Regions from separate parts of the Gossypium hirsutum genome. Here all the other regions are linked to region 3. The links are chromatin contacts, called in public Hi-C maps. All regions are on one chromosome and are shown on one strand. The core of a region is the stretch at or near the end of the contact, and the rest is flanking DNA. Distances in the headings are between cores, read along the strand shown. Region 1 holds the start of LOC107909692 (L-tryptophan--pyruvate aminotransferase 1). Region 2 holds the start of LOC107909693 (AP-1 complex subunit mu-2). Region 3 holds the start of LOC107909690 (pentatricopeptide repeat-containing protein At1g60770).

Region 1 (4,116 bases), core at 1,550-4,049, 130 kb before region 3:
ACACCTAAAGAAGAACGAAGGCTTTTGATCTTCATCAAAACTAATTATTTCCATTGATGATGGTGCCTTTGATTGCAGACAACTTCTCCAAGAGAAGGTTAAAATCCTCATCAGGACTCAGCATGCTAATCCTTGTATAATTTGAGTCCACCCCAAAATTTGTTCCGCCCCTTGTGACTATCTTAAGCTCTCTTAAGAGATTGTCACAGTTCAACCCGTCCTTGCTCTTCAACCATGCAAAGGCTGTACCAGGAAAAAGAAACCGAATTTCACAAGTTAAATGAAATACCTGTTTTCATTATATGCCAAAATGATATGATCAGTCATTTACCAGGGCTTGGATCAGTGTATTTGCCAATGAAGTTGCAGTAATCTTGAGGGTACTTAGGCAGACTGAAAACTCCATTGCGTTTAACCACCTCACGCAGCTTTTCCCATCTATCAGACATGAGCCGCTGTCCATATTCAAAGAAATTTTCCTCTTTATCAGGAGCAGAATTCTGGCAGTCGTCACTGATCACTTCGAGAATCTTGGCAGCACGGAGTTGGGATTCTTTCGACACCCCAATGCTACTCAGCTCCATGAACTTAACCATCTTGGTTGCCACTTCTATATCCTTAACGATAGCCCATCTGCAGAATAAAAAAAGCTTACAACTTGAATGATCAAAACATTTCGCAAAAAAAAAAAAAAAACAAAAACAAAAACAAAAAACTTCCATCTTCTCGATTATTTCATGGCAGGAGATTCTTACCCGATGCGGGAACCAGCATGTCCAGTGGCTTTGGAGAAGGTGAAAAGCATAATATCATTATCAGCCTTACCAGTAATGGGGGTGTATTGAGGCCAATAGTAGGCTAAGTCGTGAATAAGTTTACCACCATCACGATTCACCACTGCTTCTCGAATTGCACCATCAGGATTGTTGGGCGAAGTGACCACCTCTATGTATGCTCCATCTTTATCAAAGGAGTAAGCATCGCCTGCCCATTTGTACAGCCCTGAACGGAGGAAGTCCGTTTCCTCTGGATATGACTGTGAATTCAGAGGTAAATTTTAGCAAACAGATGGTAGGCAACAAGCGGAAAAGACGAGGTAGTGGCAGCACCAGGTTTAATTTCATCTTTTGAAGAAACTAGAGACATGAAACACATGAAAATGTGCAAATCATTTAGAATATCTCCATGGTCTCCGGCAAACGTGCGTAACATGAGTAATGTCTGGCTTTTGTATCTCAAAAACCGCTTATAATATAGTGTTGAATGTTTATGGTTGGGTATTTTTCCGCAAACAACCATGATGGAGTCCAATCACCCATATAAATCCTAGTTGGCGCTTAATAAATTTGATTAAGCTTGGCCCATGAAATGTCATTTTAATCATAAACATGGTGTAGGAATTTTTAAAAAAAGCCGAAAGGTGAGTGGGTTTTCTCACCAGACCGTGGAGAATCTGGGGTTGACCCACCACATGGTTTCAAAAGCAAGACATGTCCATGTTACCATGTTCGCCCTAAGATCCAAAAACAATGCTTGCATGCATATGTTTGATAACTAATATGTTTTTAAGAAAACATGTTTGTTCCATTGTCCCCATTTCTTTCTCAGTAATTTGTCTATTCCGCTTATGACAACCCCTTAATGCAAACGTTTCCCAATGTCATTGAAAAATGGAACCGAATGCATTAATGGAAGATGTTCTAATAAACATGGAAACACCCCTTGGCCCGTCCCTGAACCACCCTCATTCAATAAGATAAGAACCTAATAAATCCAATACGACAACATTGATTTTGATTTAACTGGGTTAAAAGAAAAAAAAAACAAAAAAGAAGTCAAAATCTCTCGTGTCAACCAAAATGAAGGGTTAAAAGTTTATCAAAGGGCTAACCGAGTAGAAAGGGGCGGCGGCGACGACGCTGAGGGGCTCAGTGTCAGGGTCGTAGGAAGAAGAGAGGGCGTAGAGCACGGCCTGGAAGAGCTGGGTTGAGCCATTGCCTACCACGATATATCGATCATCGTCAACCACTGCATTTCCAACGACGCAATGCAACCTCCGGATGGCACGATCGAGCTCCGGCATCAAAAACCAGCAAAAGTGTCCCGCGTTGCTGAAGTAGCTCATCAAATTATGGCCAGAGATCACGATCGTGCATTTCTCTCCCATTTGCCTCCAGTATGACTCGTACATGGTAGGATCACCACTGTGAAAAATAGAAATAAAACCAAATCCTATTATCATGCTTTCGGTTTAGCCAATAAATCTAAAATCCCTCGCACTGCATGCACCAATGCGGGATTTAAGTGGAATACTGATTAATGTAACAGTCACAAACCCCCCACAGAAAGGGAAAAATAATAAAATAGAGGTGAAAATGATTGAAAAGAAAAACATGCAATAGCCGATGAAATCAATGCAGGCGATGGACAAACCGAGCGAAGTTGATGACACGGTCGGAGGAGAGAGTAGTGGGTGCCTTCTTGGCGGAGGTCACGACGGATTTCGTAGCGGAAACTGCCTTCTCAAAGCCGACCACCATCTTGGCTTCTATAAAAGTGAATGTGAAATTATACTATTTTTTTTTTCTTTAGCAAGCAAATAATGTTTTGGGGTATGATGTGGACGGAGGATGGATATGGGTTTATATATATAGGGGGACAAAATTCAAGAGCTCAATAGATGCATGAACCCTAATTCATTTTATATTGGTTTCCAATAAACATGTCGGATTCTGGTTTTTTGAGTGAATCAAACCAACGAAAAATTTAACAATGAGGCCTAAAAGGCAAAATATCTCGGAAATATTAATGACGATATCCAAAGATGTACTTACTATAATGGAGAGTTATCTGTTTTAGACTTGGCACTAAGTTAAGGTGTTGAGTAGATTCTTCACAAAATTACAATTACTTCCCCTTTTTTAGGATAGTTTTCAGTTCATTGTGTTTTCATTATTCATAAATGTATCCTAAAGATATTTATTGCTAATATATAATTGATAATAATTGATTGAATTTTAATTTTGAAAAGAAATAGAATTCAACTTTCCATAAAAAAATTATATCCGTAAATGATGATTAAAGTTACAATGCATAAGAACCGATAGAAAACTAGGACTTTCGTCCCATCGCCCCTACAACATTCATATTTATTAGAGGTGGACATAACCTTTTGCTTATGGAATCCCTTATTGAGGGAATAAAATTGAGGTGCTAAATCAAATCAAAAACTTGAGAGGGAGGGCTCTCTTCTAGCCTAGAGCCGTTTAGGAGACTTCACTGCTATTAAAAACCTTGAGGACAAAAAAATAAAAGAGAACCAAGTTGTACCAAGAAAATGCATCTTTTAGCTAATGGATTGATGATTCCAATCGCATAGACATGCACATTAGTGGAGGTGCTGTCACTTGGTCTAATAATTGAATAGGCATCTAGGCAATCCAGTAAAAGTTAGACAGGATGGTATGTAAGGAGAAATGGATTGATCTCTTTTCTTCGGCCTTTGGAGTTGCTGACCCACCATCCACTCGGATCACTCTCCCATCAATAACAACTTTCACTATAGAATGTTTAAGTTCCAGCTCAAATGGACCTTGGATTAAGAATACGAAGAGCTAATTTAAGGGAAATGGCTAACTCCTCGTTCTCTCAACTCTTAAATCACCTTAAATGAGAAATTATTAGCCATTCACCATGGCTTACAAGCATGGAAACTCTAGAAGAAACATCGACTTCCTCATAAAAAAGACTTGCTTATATCCAAGAAGAACCACTCACTCCTAAATCTAAAGAAGAAGCAATGAAGATAAAACGTCAACTTGATAAATTATGGAAATGGAGGAATGTCATTAGCCCCAATGCTCTACAATCCAATGGTTCAATCAACGGAATTGTAAGACATGCTTCTTCCATGCCACCACCCAAAATCATAAAAGGTAAATGCTATCCACCGGCTCAGAGGAATGGATAGAATTCAACACTATCCTAGAATTCAACAAGGTTCTAGCATGGAGGGTTTCTCACTTGAAAGCGGATGAGCTAAGGAGGGGTGAGCAAAATTCGATTCGAAAAATTCGATAAAAAATTTAAATTTTGAATTAAATAATTCGAGTTATT
Region 2 (4,113 bases), core at 1,160-3,659, 150 kb before region 3:
AAACGAGACAACCTGAGTATCTCAGAGACTATGAGGTGCAGCTTAATCATTGCAGTATCACTTTTTGTTTCTTTGTTGGAGCGTCTGATGAAGAACCAGTAAGTTATGAAGAAGCCAAAGGCCATTCAAAATGGGAGGCAGCCATGGAAGAAGAAATTGAAGCTTTAGACAAAAATGAGACGTGGGAGTTGGTTCCTAAACCAGAAAATTGTAAACCGATCACTTGTAAATGGGTTTTTCGTATGAAGAAAAAATTGGATGGCACCATTGATAGATTTAAAGCTCGTTTAGTGGCTCGTGGTTTTTCTCAAAATTATGGATTGGACTACGAGGAGACGTTCAGCCCAGTAGCAAATATGGTGACTGTGAGATCGATTATTTCGCTTGCTGCGTTTAAAGGTTGGAGACTATGGAAGCTTGATGTAAAGAATGCGTTTCTTTACGGAGATTTAGATCGTGAAGTATTTATGGAGCAACCTGTTGGCTTTGTCTCTAAGGAATTTCCCGATCGTGTTTGCCGTTTGAAGAAAGCGTTATATGGCCTTAAGCAAGCGCCACGAGCATGGTACGGTAAAGCTGCTCAATATCTCATTTTTTATGGCTTTAGAGTTTCTGAATCAGATTCTAGTTTATTTATAAAATTGGAATCAGGTGCATATCTCTTGGTATTATTATATGTTGATGATATGATAATAACTGGAGATAATGATCAGAAATTTGTAATTTGAGGAATGACTTGTCTGTTCGTTTTGAGATGAAAATTTTGGGGGAGATTGGAAGTTTTCTTGGTCTAGAAGTGGAAAAATCAGATCAAGGTTACTTTGTTTTTCAAAAAGGCTATGCAAGGAATCTCTTGGAGCGTTTTGGTATGGGGGAGTCGAAAGAAAAAGTTACTCCAATGGAGCCGAATTTGAAGTTGGAGAAAGATGATGGGAGGCCGTTGGAAGATGCAAGGAAGTTCCGATAACTTGTTGGAAGCTTAATCTATTTGACCATTACAAGGCCTGAAATTTCATACTCTGTTGTGTTGTTTCTCAATTTATGCAGAATCCAACAACTATTCATATGGATGCAGCAAAGAGTAATTTGGGTTATGTTAAAGGAACTATTGATTATGGTCTTCTATACAAGAGATGTGATAGCTTTATGTTGAGTGGATTTATTGATGCCGATTGGGCTGGAGATACAAACGGTCGTCACTCGACTTCGGGATATTGTTTCAGCATCGGTTCAGCAATGGTTTCTTGGTGTAGCAAAAAGCAAGGTGTTGTTGCTTTGTCGAGTACCGAAGCCAAGTATGTGGCAGCAACTATGGCTGCACAAGAGTGCATTTGGTTGAAGAGGTTGATTGGAGACATATGCAAAGTTGATTATGCTGTAAAAATCAAGTGTGATAATGAAAGTGCTATTAAGCTTGCATCGAACCCGGTTTTTCATGCTCGAACGAAGCACATCAAGGTTCGACATCATTTTGTTCGAGGAAAGGTTCTAAGTGAACAGATTGAGCTTGTAAACATTCGCACCAACGATCAAGTGGCTGATATTTTCACTAAGGCTTTGGTGAAGCCTAAGTTTCAGCAATTTAAAGATGCTCTTGGAGTTCTTAATCGTAAGCATGCACTAAGGGGGAGTGTTAAAAATTAGTGCATCTTACTGGATTTTTTAATTTACTTATTTTCTTTATCAAATAAGTTGGTTCCTATTTTATAGGTATATGATCAGATTATGTTTTGTTAGTTGAGGTTTTAGTGGGCTATTAGTTGCGGGTTTTTTTAGCTTTAACGTTACATGTAGTTAAGCTATTTATATGTCATTTTATCTAATGTAATTTTGTATTTTCAGTAATCAAAAATGTTCTTCAATACTTTGAGCTTTTCTTGTTATTAATTTTTTCATTACCTCGGTCATTCCCTTTTGTTTTATAGGCAGGGGCGTAGCTAAGGGGATTGACAAGGGTCCCGACCTTCTTAAAATGGAAATTTTTTCATTTAGACCTTTTAAAATTTTAAATTAGTTAAGATATAATTATACTTTGGATCTCTTAAAAATGATAAAAATTTGATTTAATCATTTAAAAATTATAAAAATGTAAACTAATTAAAATGGTAAAATAATATTTTTATTATCGTAAAAATTTAATTTAATTTTGGCCCTCTAAAATTTTATGTTAACTTTACCCTGGATGTAGGACCCTTTTGAATGAATGGCACATTTATTTACGATTAATATAAAGCCAATAATAACGATCAGATTAAATATTATAGTTAGGAGGTAAATTATATGTAAATTAGATTGTCAAATAAAGTAGGAAATGTCGAAAACAACTCACGATATTGGCGCGTGAGTTTCAAACGAAATAAAGCGACGTCGTTTAGAAATATGAAGTCTAAAAACATTTGGCACCGGGAAAAAAAACACAGGTATGGGAAGATGAAGGTTGAAGCCTTCCATTTAAAATCTGAAATAGAAAGAAAAGTAAATTAGTGTGTATGGAGAGGGCAGATCGTAACGATCATTAACAAAATATGGTTCAGCTTCAACAAGCTAGCTCAACGTTGCACTTCTTTCAGTTAGATCTTTCTTCTCGCTTCTGATTCAAATCAGATCTTAAGAAAACCGTGAACCGCATCGATCTGATCTGCAAAATTACTAGGGATTTCGTAGGGCAAAAAATATAAACGAAAGAAGAAATGGCGGGGGCAGCATCTGCACTATTTCTTCTAGATATAAAGGGCCGTGTTCTGGTGTGGCGTGACTACCGTGGCGACGTCTCTGCTGCTCAAGCTGAACGCTTCTTCACCAAACTCATCGAAAAAGAGGTTTTTTTTTTCGTGCAATTTCAGATTTCAAATTGATATTTTTTTTCCCGTTTAGAATAAATATATTTCTTCTCTTTGTTGCTTTAAATTTTTTTATTTTTAAAATTTGAATTAAGCTTAACTATACTTCGAATCAGTTTTTAAATTGATGGTGCTCAAAGTGGTTAGCGTATTATTGAATTCGGTGGACCTTTGGATTTGGTACGCAGGGAGATCCGCAGTCGCAAGATCCAGTGGTGTATGATAATGGAGTTACGTACATGTTTATACAACACAGCAACGTGTACTTGATGACTGCAACAAGGCAGAATTGCAATGCTGCCAGTCTTCTTTTCTTCCTTCACCGTGTAGTTGATGTAAGCCAATTCGGTAATTTTAGTTTTATGCCTTCTTTATTTTGAAATTTTCAATTGCATTAATTTTTTTTCTAAACATTTTTTAATGCAGTACTAATATGTGATCTCGATTCTCTATATTGATCTGAATTAATGTTTCAGGTTTTTAAGCATTATTTCGAGGAATTAGAAGAAGAATCGCTTAGGGATAACTTTGTTGTAGTGGTATGAGGAAATCAAACTTCCTTTTCTTTTTCAGGATAACTAGTTCCAGCTTTGGTTGTTGGACCATATTGGTTTATAATCTTAGTAGAGGAGTTTATAATTAGCTCTTTTTTTATGCATTTTCCAGTATGAGTTACTTGATGAGATTATGGATTTTGGCTACCCCCAATACACTGAAGCAAAAATACTTAGTGAGTTTATCAAGACTGATGCTTATAGGATGGAAGTTACACAGAGACCTCCAATGGCAGTTACAAATGCAGTCTCTTGGCGGAGTGAAGGAATAAACTACAAGAAGAATGAAGTAGGTCACTTTTTTTATAGTTGTCGTTTTTGAGTTATTTATCAACACATTTGAGACACTAGCTTATGAAGATTCGTTCTTTAATTTCAGGTGTTTTTGGATGTGGTAGAAAGCGTGAACATACTTGTCAACAGCAATGGACAAATAATTAGGTCAGATGTTGTTGGGGCGTTGAAGATGAGAACTTATTTGAGGTGTGTTTTCTGGTTGTTTGATGATATATGGTATTTGTCCATCTTAAGGGAATATGCTTTAGTCAACGCAGAACTCTATCTTTACTTCTAGAGTGTAATTGCTTATTTTCGTGAATAGATTTAAAATGGGAATATAAAAGAGTGTCAAATGTAGCAAAACTTATATTTAAACAAATATTGCATATTAGAGAGAATGATGATACTGTGTAATTTGCAAGTTGCAAATAAAAGTTAAG
Region 3 (4,768 bases), core at 1,107-3,606:
AAATTAAAATCTTATGCTCAATTATTAGTTTACATCGTCATCTTCAACAAGGAAGGAAAAAAGCTTCTACTGCTCTCACAATAAATTAGCTTCCATCATCTATTTTTTACTCAAATGTTTCTTCCTTTTTCATGTTTATTCCCAAAAGACTTGCATTGGGTCTTGCATAGTTTCTTTGATTGAAAAATTCCTATACATTTATTTGGTGCATAGGTCATCTAGTGTATATGTGGTCTCATTGCCTTTTTTTTTATAACTTTGGTGGGTCAAGGCCCGGCCTAGATAGAATATAGAGCTTATACTTTGGGTTGGGTTTGGCTTAAGCACTAATAATTAGTATGGATATTTTATTTAAGTCAACTCAAACCCAACCCAAAAACAAATCTAAGTAAAAAAGATTTAGCAAAGTTATATTACTCAAATTAAAACTCCATAGAAGCAAAAATGTATAATAGCAAATTTCGGGCATAGCCTTTGTTTGGTAGAGTGAAAATATTGCAATGATGGATAATTGAAGTGGTAAAAAATTAGAAGGATGAAAAACATAACTTTTCTTTCTATAGGCATGCTTGGTAGGAAAAATGAAATAATGGAAGGAATTTTTTTTTATTTCCATCCATTACTTGCTAGAGTTAGAAAAATAAAGAAAATAAAATAAAACATTTGAAAATTGCATAATTTTAAAATAATATACATATCTTTTTCACCCAACCAAGCACACTCTTAACGTTTATATCTTTTGTCAGTTTAGTTATTATTCTTTTTTTAGCTGAATTTGGCTCACAACCTTTTAAATAGATTCAAATTTGACTACTAACCTTTCAAAAAGAGTCGAATTGTTTTTTTTAAACGAAGATATCGACTAAAACATTAAGTTTTTAAACATGACAACTTGCATAATAATCCACATGTATTTCATACTTTTTCTTTTTTAATTTTTATGAACTTTTCATTTTTTATAATTTTTAAATTATTTATTGACATAATATATTAAAAAAATTGGTGTCAAGTCAACCTGAAATCTTGTGAATTGCTGCCACGACAATATCATTAAAAAATTAATGTTTTAATCAATATTTCCGTTAAAAAAATAATTTGACCCTTGTTTAAAAATTAATGATCAAATTTAACTAAAAAATAAAAATTAAATTAAATATATATATATAACCATTAAAAACTAAATTTATTATTATTAAAAAATAAATAAATTTATATTTTATAAATAATTCAGTCCAATTTCATCATAGCTCCCTTTAAACCAAGTTCTCTAACTTCATCACGTCCATCAGTTTCTTAAGCTTCAAGAGCACATCTACTTTAGCCGGTCTGGTAAAAATATCTACGACTTGGTCTTGTAACGAACAAAACTAACCAAATCATGAATCTTATGATAGTGATCTCAATATTCTTGTTGTATGCGTGAAATACTGGCTTCTTAGACAAAGTAAATTAGCCTATCTATTATGATTAATAACTTATGTAATTTAATTACTTGATAATTCGATTTTGTAGTTTCGTATGCGACACGTAAATTTTTCAAATAAAATTTTCAGGTTAGCTTGATTTAGGAAATTCAACTTCGAAATTGATTTTTTTTCGATACCAATAGAAATCACGTCATTATATTTGAGACATTTAGAGTTGTTTTATGAAAAAGAAAATAAACTGTAGAAGAGAAGTAAAAGAAGAACTTTCGATCAGTGTAGACGGTGCAAATGGAGAAGGTCATATAGCAACAATTTGAACAGTTTAATGACCTGTATGAAAATTTTTAAATAATTTAATGACAATTTTATAACTTCTTGAAGTAACTAAAAAATAAATTTATTAATAATTTAATAATTTTGAGATGTAGTTTAAAAAAAAACTCTAAACTTTTGATTCCATTGCTTATTTTGCAAACTAAAACATTTGAACGCATTTCCCTAATCAGTATTTGATTATCGGTATCTGAATACATTATTTTTTTAGAATAAATATCAAAACTATATATGAATTATGGTTTAATGTGCAGTTGTATATATGAACTTTGATTTTGTGCAATTTTATACATGAAATTTTGATTTGATCCAATTCTTGTAAATTATTAACACAATTATTGATATAACATCATTTTATGTTTATATATTACATACATAAATAATTATATTTATTCAATATTAAAATAAATTAATATATTTATTTAAATATGTATAATTAAATCAAAATTAAAATTTAAAATATACATTTAAACAAATTTACGTATATAATTTTATTTTTAACCTTACCACGAAATGGAAGCCTCAAAGGATGAAGGCCACATTTTCAATTTCAAATGGTTCACATATAACAAATCGAAAAGCCGAAGTTTTAAGCCCAAATCCAGAAACCAAAGCCGGCTCGGCTGGCTCCCTCAGTTAATCAGGGCGGGGGGTGTTGTTCAGCAAGGGTTTTTCTTTCATTTCCCAAAATTTCTTTCACCAAATGAATCCAAAATAAATAATAAAAAGAAACCCTAAAACCCTAACCCCGTCTCACTCAACCAAATCAATGGCGTTGATGCAGCAATTGGGACGGACCAAGAATGTGACGAGAAGGTCAAACAAGTACTTAGAAGAAGCACTTTTCCAACGGCTTTTTAAGGAAGGCGGCTCGGAAATTAGCGTGCGGCAGCAGCTTAATCACTTCCTCAAGAGCTCCAAGCGTGTCTACAAATGGGAAGTAGACGAGACTCTCAAGAAGCTTCGCCACCGTAAGCTCTATTTCCCTGCTCTCAAGGTTCGTATTCCTTTTTTGGATCAAAGCCTGGGGTTTGTATTGCGAAATTTCTCTTATGGTGTTCTAATAGATATGAAACTTTGTTGATTTTGTCTAATGAAGTAGTGCGAATCTTGGCCCTTTTTTATTTTTAATTCCTTTGGCTTTTGATTACGCGGTATAGTTATTTACAAACTACGACTGGGTTATATTGTACAATCAAGTGAAAGAGATTCAGAAGCGTTTTAGGATAGACAATGTACTCATATTATCATATAATTCTCCTTTTGTTGTGGAGATTGCATATAATTGTTGCTAATACTTGGTTCAGAATGTTCTTATGAATGTAGGTTTCTATGTTTGATTTCAATACTTCCTAATTCAAAATGGATTATGTATGTCATTACATTTGTATTTACAGCTGTCTGAAATGATGGCGACTAAGCGGGGCATGAATAAGACTGTTAGTGATCAGGCAATCCATCTTGATTTGGTTGCCAAAGCTCAAGGGATTCCTGCTGCTGAAAATTACTTCGTCGATCTTCCTGAAGCATTGAAAAACCATCTAACTTATGGTGCCCTTCTCAACTGTTACTGTAAGGAATTGATGACTGAAAAAGCTGAAGCTCTGATGGAAAAGATGAAGGAACTTAACCTTCCTTTAAGCTCTATGTCTTATAATAGTGTCATGACTCTTTACACAAAGATTGGCCAGCCTGAAAGGGTACAAGAAATTATACAGGAAATGAAATCATGTGGTGTCATACCAGATTCATTTACGTACAACGTTTGGATGAGGGCTCTGGCTGCTATGAATGATATTTCTGGGGTTGAAAGAGTTATTGAGGAAATGAAGAGAGATGCTGAGGATGCTGATGATTGGACAACATATAGCAATATAGCATCAATTTATGTTGATGCTGGCTTGTTTGAGAAGGCAGAGAAGGCACTTAAGGAATTGGAAAAGAGAAATGCCCACAGAAATCTTTCTGCTTTCCAGTTTCTAATTACATTGTATGGCCGAATGGGAAATTTGCATGAAGTTTATCGAATATGGCGTTCGTTGAGGCTCTCTTTTCACAAAACAGCCAATATAAGCTATCTGAATATGATTCAGGTGTTAGTAAACTTGAAAGATTTACCCGGAGCTGAGAAATGCTTTAGAGAATGGGAATCGGGTTGCTCTACTTATGATATCCGGATTGCAAATGTCTTAATTGGAGCTTATTCCAAGGAGGGTTTGCTAGAAAAAGCTCTAGAGCTGAAGGAGAGGGCCCGTAGAAGAGGGGCGAAGCCTAATGCCAAAACTTGGGAGATCTTTTTGGATTATTATTTGAAAAATGGAGACACCAAGCTGGCTGTTGATTGTGTGGCCAATGCAATTTCCACTGGCAGAGGAGATGGCAGAAAGTGGGTCCCATCATCTGAAACTATTGGGACAGTGATGCGTCATTTTGAGCAAGTGAAAGATGTTGATGGGGCCGAAGGTTTTGTAGAGATTTTAAAGAAAGCTGTAGACCGTGTTGGGGAGGAAGTGTTTGAATTATTGATAAGAACTTATGCAGCTGCTGGAAGGACAAGTCCCATGATGCGTCGCCGTTTGAAGATGGAAAAGGTGGAAGTGAGTGACGCAAGTAAGCAATTGCTTGAAGTGATTTCGGTTGAGTGATTTTTCTCTAATTTGTTGTTCTAAAGTTCTAATTCCTGGAGAAGTGATTTTCAATAGCTATAATTAGCTGCTGTTTTTTTTTTTTTTATAATAAAATGCAATTGGTAATTATTGTGTTGAACCAATGCACAGTAGTATAGCATGATCCATCTCAAGTTCTGTTTTTTTTGTGAGAAGATGTTAACTCGTATGATATGTTATGAGATAGGATCTTTCTTTTTTTCATCTTTGTTACTGGCAATTTATACTAGATTTTGAGGTACATTACGGCAGCATGCAGTTGCTTCATTTATCTTAGACTAGGATACTGTATCATGCACTTTCTAGTCACGATGCTATAGTTACTACATGGCTATGTGCTTC

Evidence for each region. Hi-C and Micro-C count contacts between places; a contact is called where the count stands out from the background.
Region 1: a Hi-C map of leaf shows a contact between it and region 3, with 2.2 times the contacts expected there. The contact joins the promoter of LOC107909692 here to the promoter of LOC107909690 in region 3. A contact is called at or near these places in 10 of 34 Hi-C or Micro-C datasets (callus, fibers, hypocotyl and 1 more).
Region 2: a contact with region 3 is called in a Hi-C map of anther, with 4 times the contacts expected there. The contact joins the promoter of LOC107909693 here to the promoter of LOC107909690 in region 3. A contact is called at or near these places in 6 of 34 Hi-C or Micro-C datasets (anther, callus and leaf).

What each region holds. Positions count from the first base shown.
Region 1 is chrD02:60,579,347-60,583,462 of Gossypium_hirsutum_v2.1, forward strand. It overlaps LOC107909692 (L-tryptophan--pyruvate aminotransferase 1), which reads right to left and starts at 2,800. Exons shown (of 5, transcript XM_016837315.2): 1 at 2,434-2,800; 2 at 1,892-2,204; 3 at 756-1,036; 4 at 332-633; 5 at 1-243. The coding sequence starts at 2,540. The coding sequence ends at 41.
Region 2 is chrD02:60,563,694-60,567,806 of Gossypium_hirsutum_v2.1, forward strand. It overlaps LOC107909693 (AP-1 complex subunit mu-2), which reads left to right and starts at 2,410. Exons shown (of 11, transcript XM_016837316.2): 1 at 2,410-2,819; 2 at 3,029-3,175; 3 at 3,317-3,379; 4 at 3,507-3,683; 5 at 3,774-3,877. The coding sequence starts at 2,691.
Region 3 is chrD02:60,713,971-60,718,738 of Gossypium_hirsutum_v2.1, forward strand. LOC107909690 (pentatricopeptide repeat-containing protein At1g60770) reads left to right here and starts at 2,357. Exons shown (of 2, transcript XM_016837314.2): 1 at 2,357-2,757; 2 at 3,158-4,630. The coding sequence starts at 2,530. The coding sequence ends at 4,405.